Linked DNA regions of Gossypium arboreum: region 1 is linked to region 2. Evidence: chromatin contacts called from public Hi-C data. All regions are on one chromosome and are shown on one strand. The core of a region is the stretch at or near the end of the contact, and the rest is flanking DNA. Distances in the headings are between cores, read along the strand shown.

What was found. Hi-C and Micro-C count contacts between places; a contact is called where the count stands out from the background.
Region 1: a Hi-C map of leaf shows a contact between it and region 2, with 2.0 times the contacts expected there. The contact joins two enhancer-like sites. A contact is called at or near these places in 2 of 5 Hi-C or Micro-C datasets (both in leaf).

What each region holds. Positions count from the first base shown.
Region 1 is chr9:766,903-769,698 of ASM2569848v2, reverse strand. It overlaps the pseudogene LOC108454174. Among protein-coding and RNA genes, the nearest start is that of LOC108454722, 47 kb to the right of the region's middle. Within about 2 kb of position 1,513, at least 2 of the 2 cell types and tissues checked have an H3K27ac peak or open chromatin away from gene starts, as enhancers often do. A contact at or near this core is called in leaf, where this site is marked.
Region 2 is chr9:668,741-671,495 of ASM2569848v2, reverse strand. LOC108457048 (protein CHROMATIN REMODELING 24) reads right to left here. Exons shown (of 23, transcript XM_053018945.1): 20 at 2,739-2,755; 21 at 2,518-2,650; 22 at 1,443-1,535. Among protein-coding and RNA genes, the nearest start is that of LOC108457048, 13 kb to the right of the region's middle. Within about 2 kb of position 1,260, at least 2 of the 2 cell types and tissues checked have an H3K27ac peak or open chromatin away from gene starts, as enhancers often do. A contact at or near this core is called in leaf, where this site is marked.

The DNA.
Region 1 (2,796 bases), core at 264-2,763, 98 kb before region 2:
TTCTCTTTCCCACAGCCTATTGGTGCATCACCATTAATATTAATGCCTTTCTCCTAGGTGTGTCTGGGGTGGATTTACACCCCCTGGACCTTGAAATTCTTTGATTTGGAATCTAATGTCTCTATGTGATCTCATGTTAGCTTGTGTTTGGCTGTTGAACCTTATTATAAACATGGACCAGAATAATTAATTAAATAGTTCATTGTTATTTTGTGACTTACATTTCCTGAGACTGTTACAATGGTGGTTTCTGATATTCCTTGGTTTTCTATTTTACATATCAACATTGGCAGATGCTCTTCAGGGGATTTCCAAATGAATGTGATGCTCTGAAATCTCTCAAGAACGGTGCATTGGAAACAGGTTCTTCAGCAAGATGGGCTGCTGAGTGGGAAGAACATGCTAAGCTGTTAATATCAGAGGTTATTTAACTCATCCTTAAGCTTTTTTTTTTTATGTTCCATTTCCCTTCAAATTTTACTTCCTCTTATCTGATGTTTCTCAACAAATTATGTCTTATTCATTTCTCTCCTTTTCCTACCATACAGGGTGTATTACCCCTTTCAGCATGCTTTTTAATGAAAGATTTCCTTTAATTTTCCCATTTTTAATTGAATAAATGGACTTCAATTTGCAGGTCATATCCAGAAACTTGAAATAACCTTAACTTCAGCCATCTTGTATCAAAGCTAGCCATTCCAGCCAACTTCCTCTGCCAGATATGTTAGTTTTTAGTCGAAGTGTTTGCTTCATGGGACATATGCTTACTCCAATTTTCCCAGGGAATATCACAATCCTTTGGTTAGAACTCTTTAGATTATAGTCCTTTTAGTTCCAAAATGACAGTAAGTTTTTATTTGTGGCAGCATACATATGATCGCATGGTTTGGATTTCTCATGTTTATAGAGTGTTTGAATGCTTCGACCCCTGAAATGTATTATTATTAAATTGATATAAATACATGGCTGCTAGTGATTTGTTACCAGCTGATCATGGTGGAAAAAATCACCCATGGCTCCATTTTAACGATCATTCAGATTACGTTAATGCATAACTGTTTGTGAAAACATATGTGTATACATGCCTGCATACGTGTATGCATGCATACATATCCACAAATAGATGTGGATATGAATATATATGTACATATCCTTGTCGAAGGTCGAAGTCTATTTTGTTTTGCTCAGGAAGATTTTGATATTTATTTGTTCCATTTTACAAAAATTGTCTATTTTGTTTGAGTCTTCAGCTATTTTGTTGCTAAGTTCTATACTAGTGTGTTGCCATGCTCTTTTTTGATCAAATTTTCTATGGGAACGACTGGATGGTGTCATTATATACATGTTTTTTTTTAATGGTGAAGAGGCAAGCATCTAACGTCTTAATGAATCAAAAACATTACAGTATAAATCATTTGGGACAAATTGCAATTCACAGGCTACTACAACAATAGCTGCAGGGGGTTCCTTGAAGATCCTCAGCTGGCGAGTGTCTCTGCCTGGTTGCTGATCTCCATACTGGTGCAGCCTTTACTCTATTCAAACAAATATGTCTAGTCCAAGCAAGAGTGTGCTAAGATCGATTCCATGCTCGCATGTTCAGCTCCAAAGACCCATTCATTTCTGTTATTTTTTCCAAATGTTCCAATAGAACATTCCAAATATAATGCACCATTGGTAACACAATCACAAAAGAGAGAGGAGCATATCAATTAAGGAAGATGTGAAAATTTTGTTATGCATACCTTGTGGAATCAATAGTTTCCAAGTATCTGGAATGGGCCAACAGTCATCTTGAAAGTTTGACAGCTGTCTCACCTTCATGTACACCAGTTCGGTGTGAACCATTGTTGAAGTACTTCCCAAAGCCGTTACCCATTAGTATCATCTCTTAGTGACCAAGCGAGACTTTGCCTTATATCACTCCAAACACGCATTCAAGCAAAAAACAGAGCAGTTAGCCCTATCAATCGATATAAGACAAGTATCAATCACGCAGTATTTTTTGCCCAAGAACCTAAGCCCAAAAATATTCCGTATTTGTCACAAGGCTCACTCCAAACTTGTAGATGAAGGAGATGTTTTGCTTTAGCATTCTCCTCAATCCTAAAACCACTAGTTTTAACATGTTGGCATACTTCCTCTCATTTGACAAGAGAGATTTTTCTTAAATCCTTCCTAAAGTCCAAATAAACCTTCTCATGAATAGTCTTACATATACTAAGGGGTAACAACATGGTTTGCATCATTTAAATTAGAATGGCATATAGAATTACCTGCATTAAAAAAAGACGTTCATCCTATCTAGATTTGTTCGTGGACCGTGTCGGGCCTATACTTAGTATTTATATTAATCTCCATTGTTCAGGCTCGGCTCAAAAAATAGACTTAATTTTCATCTAAGCCTGGCTCAAATAGAAATCTAAAAGTTTGGGTTTAACTCGTCTCGCTCATATTAGTTTTTTAATATTTTTTTGTGTAGAAAAAAATTTTAAAAAATCATTAAATACACAAAAAATCACTAAAATAAATGTTTCCCAATGCATTGAGAATACATTAAAATAAAGTCACAAGTAACATTAACAAAATAACAAAATAATAGCAACAATAGCAATAAAATAAAATAAAATAAAGTGGCATCTAATTAGCACTAAAATAGTAATAGAAATAAACAAATTAACACTAAAATAGTAGCACCAAATCAACATTAGATCAACACTAGCAAATCAACACTAGAATAGTAGTACAACATCAACAAAACAATAGCAACACAATAGCAGAACAGCAAGACTAAAA
Region 2 (2,755 bases), core at 11-2,510:
GATCTTTATACCCAGATTTGTTTCTAACTTTCTTCAAGCAAAAACAACCCATGAATGCAATTAATCTTTTTCCAAGAAGAAGGTTAATATAGACCAGACATGGTGCATTGGCTAGTGAGAGAGATTAGATCGAGTCGATGGACGATAAACTTGTCGTTGAGGACAGAAGATTTAGCTTCGATTTCGACGAGACCGATGGTTATGGTGGGAACCTCGGTGATCTTGATGCAACGGAGGGCGTTGACCATGGAGGCATCGGTATCGTGGAAGTAGTTATCGTCTTTAAGTTCCAAAATTTTGACTTTTGAGAATCGCTGGTACAAAGCTACTTCAATTTTCTCCTCTTCTTCACCATTTCTTCTCTTATTCTTCTCTTTCTATTGCCCAAGGCTTTAAATGGGATTGTTTAAATGACAACTAGACCCACCATTAAATACCACGTCCCTTTTCGTTAAGTCGAAGAATAATTAAAAGATTAATTTATTATTTTTAAAAGTTGAATAATTAAATTAAAACTTAAATGACTATTTTTCTACCACTATAAAGTTAAATAACTGTTAGTATAATTTACTTATAAATTTATCATTATATTTAAATAAATTAATAATTTAAGTTACAAGTATTATTTTAATTAATTGTTTTTAAAATTATACTTAAATTCAAATCACTTCAAATTACTTCAAAATTCAAGATCAAGTTTGGTCAATTTTAAATTTAGGTTAGGCAAGTTTAAATTATTGATTTTAATGGCCAAATCTAAATTCAAATTAATTGAATATAATTTGGAAGAATAAATAATTGGGTAGCATTACAAAACAAGCATAAATAGAGGAGGTAAAACAATTTATGCAATATTGTAACCAAAATGGAGCCAAAGTGATACATAATAGCATTAAGTAAAAACAATTTTTATTTATAGTTAAGAAATATAAATACATGCTCCAACAATTATAAAATCAAATCAAATCATAATGAAACAAAAATAAATTAAAAATTGAACTAAAATTAACCAACCAAATTAAAATCTGTACATGATAACACAATAAAACAACTAACCATACGCATGCTAAAACACAATCCTTAGTACTCAAACTCAAATCCTCAATTTCAATCTCTCATTGAGTAAAAGCAAAATTAAAATAAGACATATCAACATGTAATTTTGAAATCCTAGATTTCTTGTGTACAAAAGAGCTGTGTTTAGAACAGTTACCACCCACAAAATTATGCATTTCCACCACAAAATCTAGAGGGACCATCAAACACTTGTTCGAAAATTCGAGTCCAATTGCTAGGTAGTTTTCTATTGTGTCAGGTGGGACAAGCCTAGATTCAGGTGAGCAAAATACAGATATAACCAAAGACCTTATCTATACATTTAACACTTTCTGGAGTTGTCCAGTTATATCATCTACACCTACTTCAGTTTCTTTTTGAGTTACCTCTGCTGTCTTCATCTTTTGGAGCTCTGCATTCAGTTCAGCAATCTGCTTTTCTATCTTGGCTCCCTTATCAGGCAACCTCGAAATCGTAATCTGGCACAACAAATTCAGAAGATTATAACACAAGATTTAGAAGAGTTATGCAAAAACAGATTTCCTGGTGTACCCAAGGTGGTATCTTCAAAAATTGAGTATGAAACAACAAGAGTACCATGGAGACCCCCATACTAGGAGTCTTATTACATTTTGCCCTTTTTACTCAAAAATAGGCAAATTAGTTTCTATATGTTAAATCAAAGAGCAAAATGGTCCTTTTTGTTAACAATTTCATCCATTTCTACTGTTAAAAACAAATGTCGCTAACAAAATAATCAAACAATTACAACTTATGCTAACATACAATGACCAATTTTTAATAGTAAAAATATTTGCTCTTAAATCTAACGAACAATAATTAATTTAACTATATTTTGTGTAAAAGAGGCAAAATATAATCTGGCTCTTAATACAAGAGCCTCCATGATACTTCTACAAAATGAAACTGTAGGCTAATGAAAAGAACCATATAATTTCATTGCTTGCATACACTTAATAGTCGAACACAGGCAAGACTACACAAACAAGATGAATGAAATGCAAGAAAACATGCTATATTTGGAAAATTGAATTTCAAAGAGTGAATTTGAATACAGTTTGTTGTATAAATTGTGAGGAAAAAATTGAATTAAGATTCAATATATACCCTATAGTTGAAAGAGTATAAAAAGACAATCATGCATATTTAGACTGGCTTTATCATACATTTTATACTAATTTTGAAATCCATATCCTTTCTTTCAATAGTAGGATCAGAATATAATTTTACAAACAAGCCCAACCAGAGAAAATAAGGTTAAAAATTAAATAAAGTAAAATGCAGCCACCAGCCTGATCTTGAGGGAAGATAACTCAGCCATACAAAAAACTTCGGTTACGTAATTTAGTTTACCATTATTTAACCATTTCAAGAAAGAAATGCACACAAGATTTGCCATGCACAACACTGTCAAGAAAGAAATTTGATTCAAAACCGTACCTTATTAGCATATATTTGGGACAGACGGTTAATTCTTTGTTTAATTTCACTCTCAGTTAATTTAGCTACTTCGATAGGCGACAAGCTTTTCCTGCTCATCATGATATCCTTTGGCTTGAAAGCATATACAGCCCTGTCAAACATTTCAGATATAACTATCATGTTCCACACAGATATGTAAAGATTATATCATTAAAATAGTGGATGGTCATAAGAAATACCCATCAGCTTTCTGTTC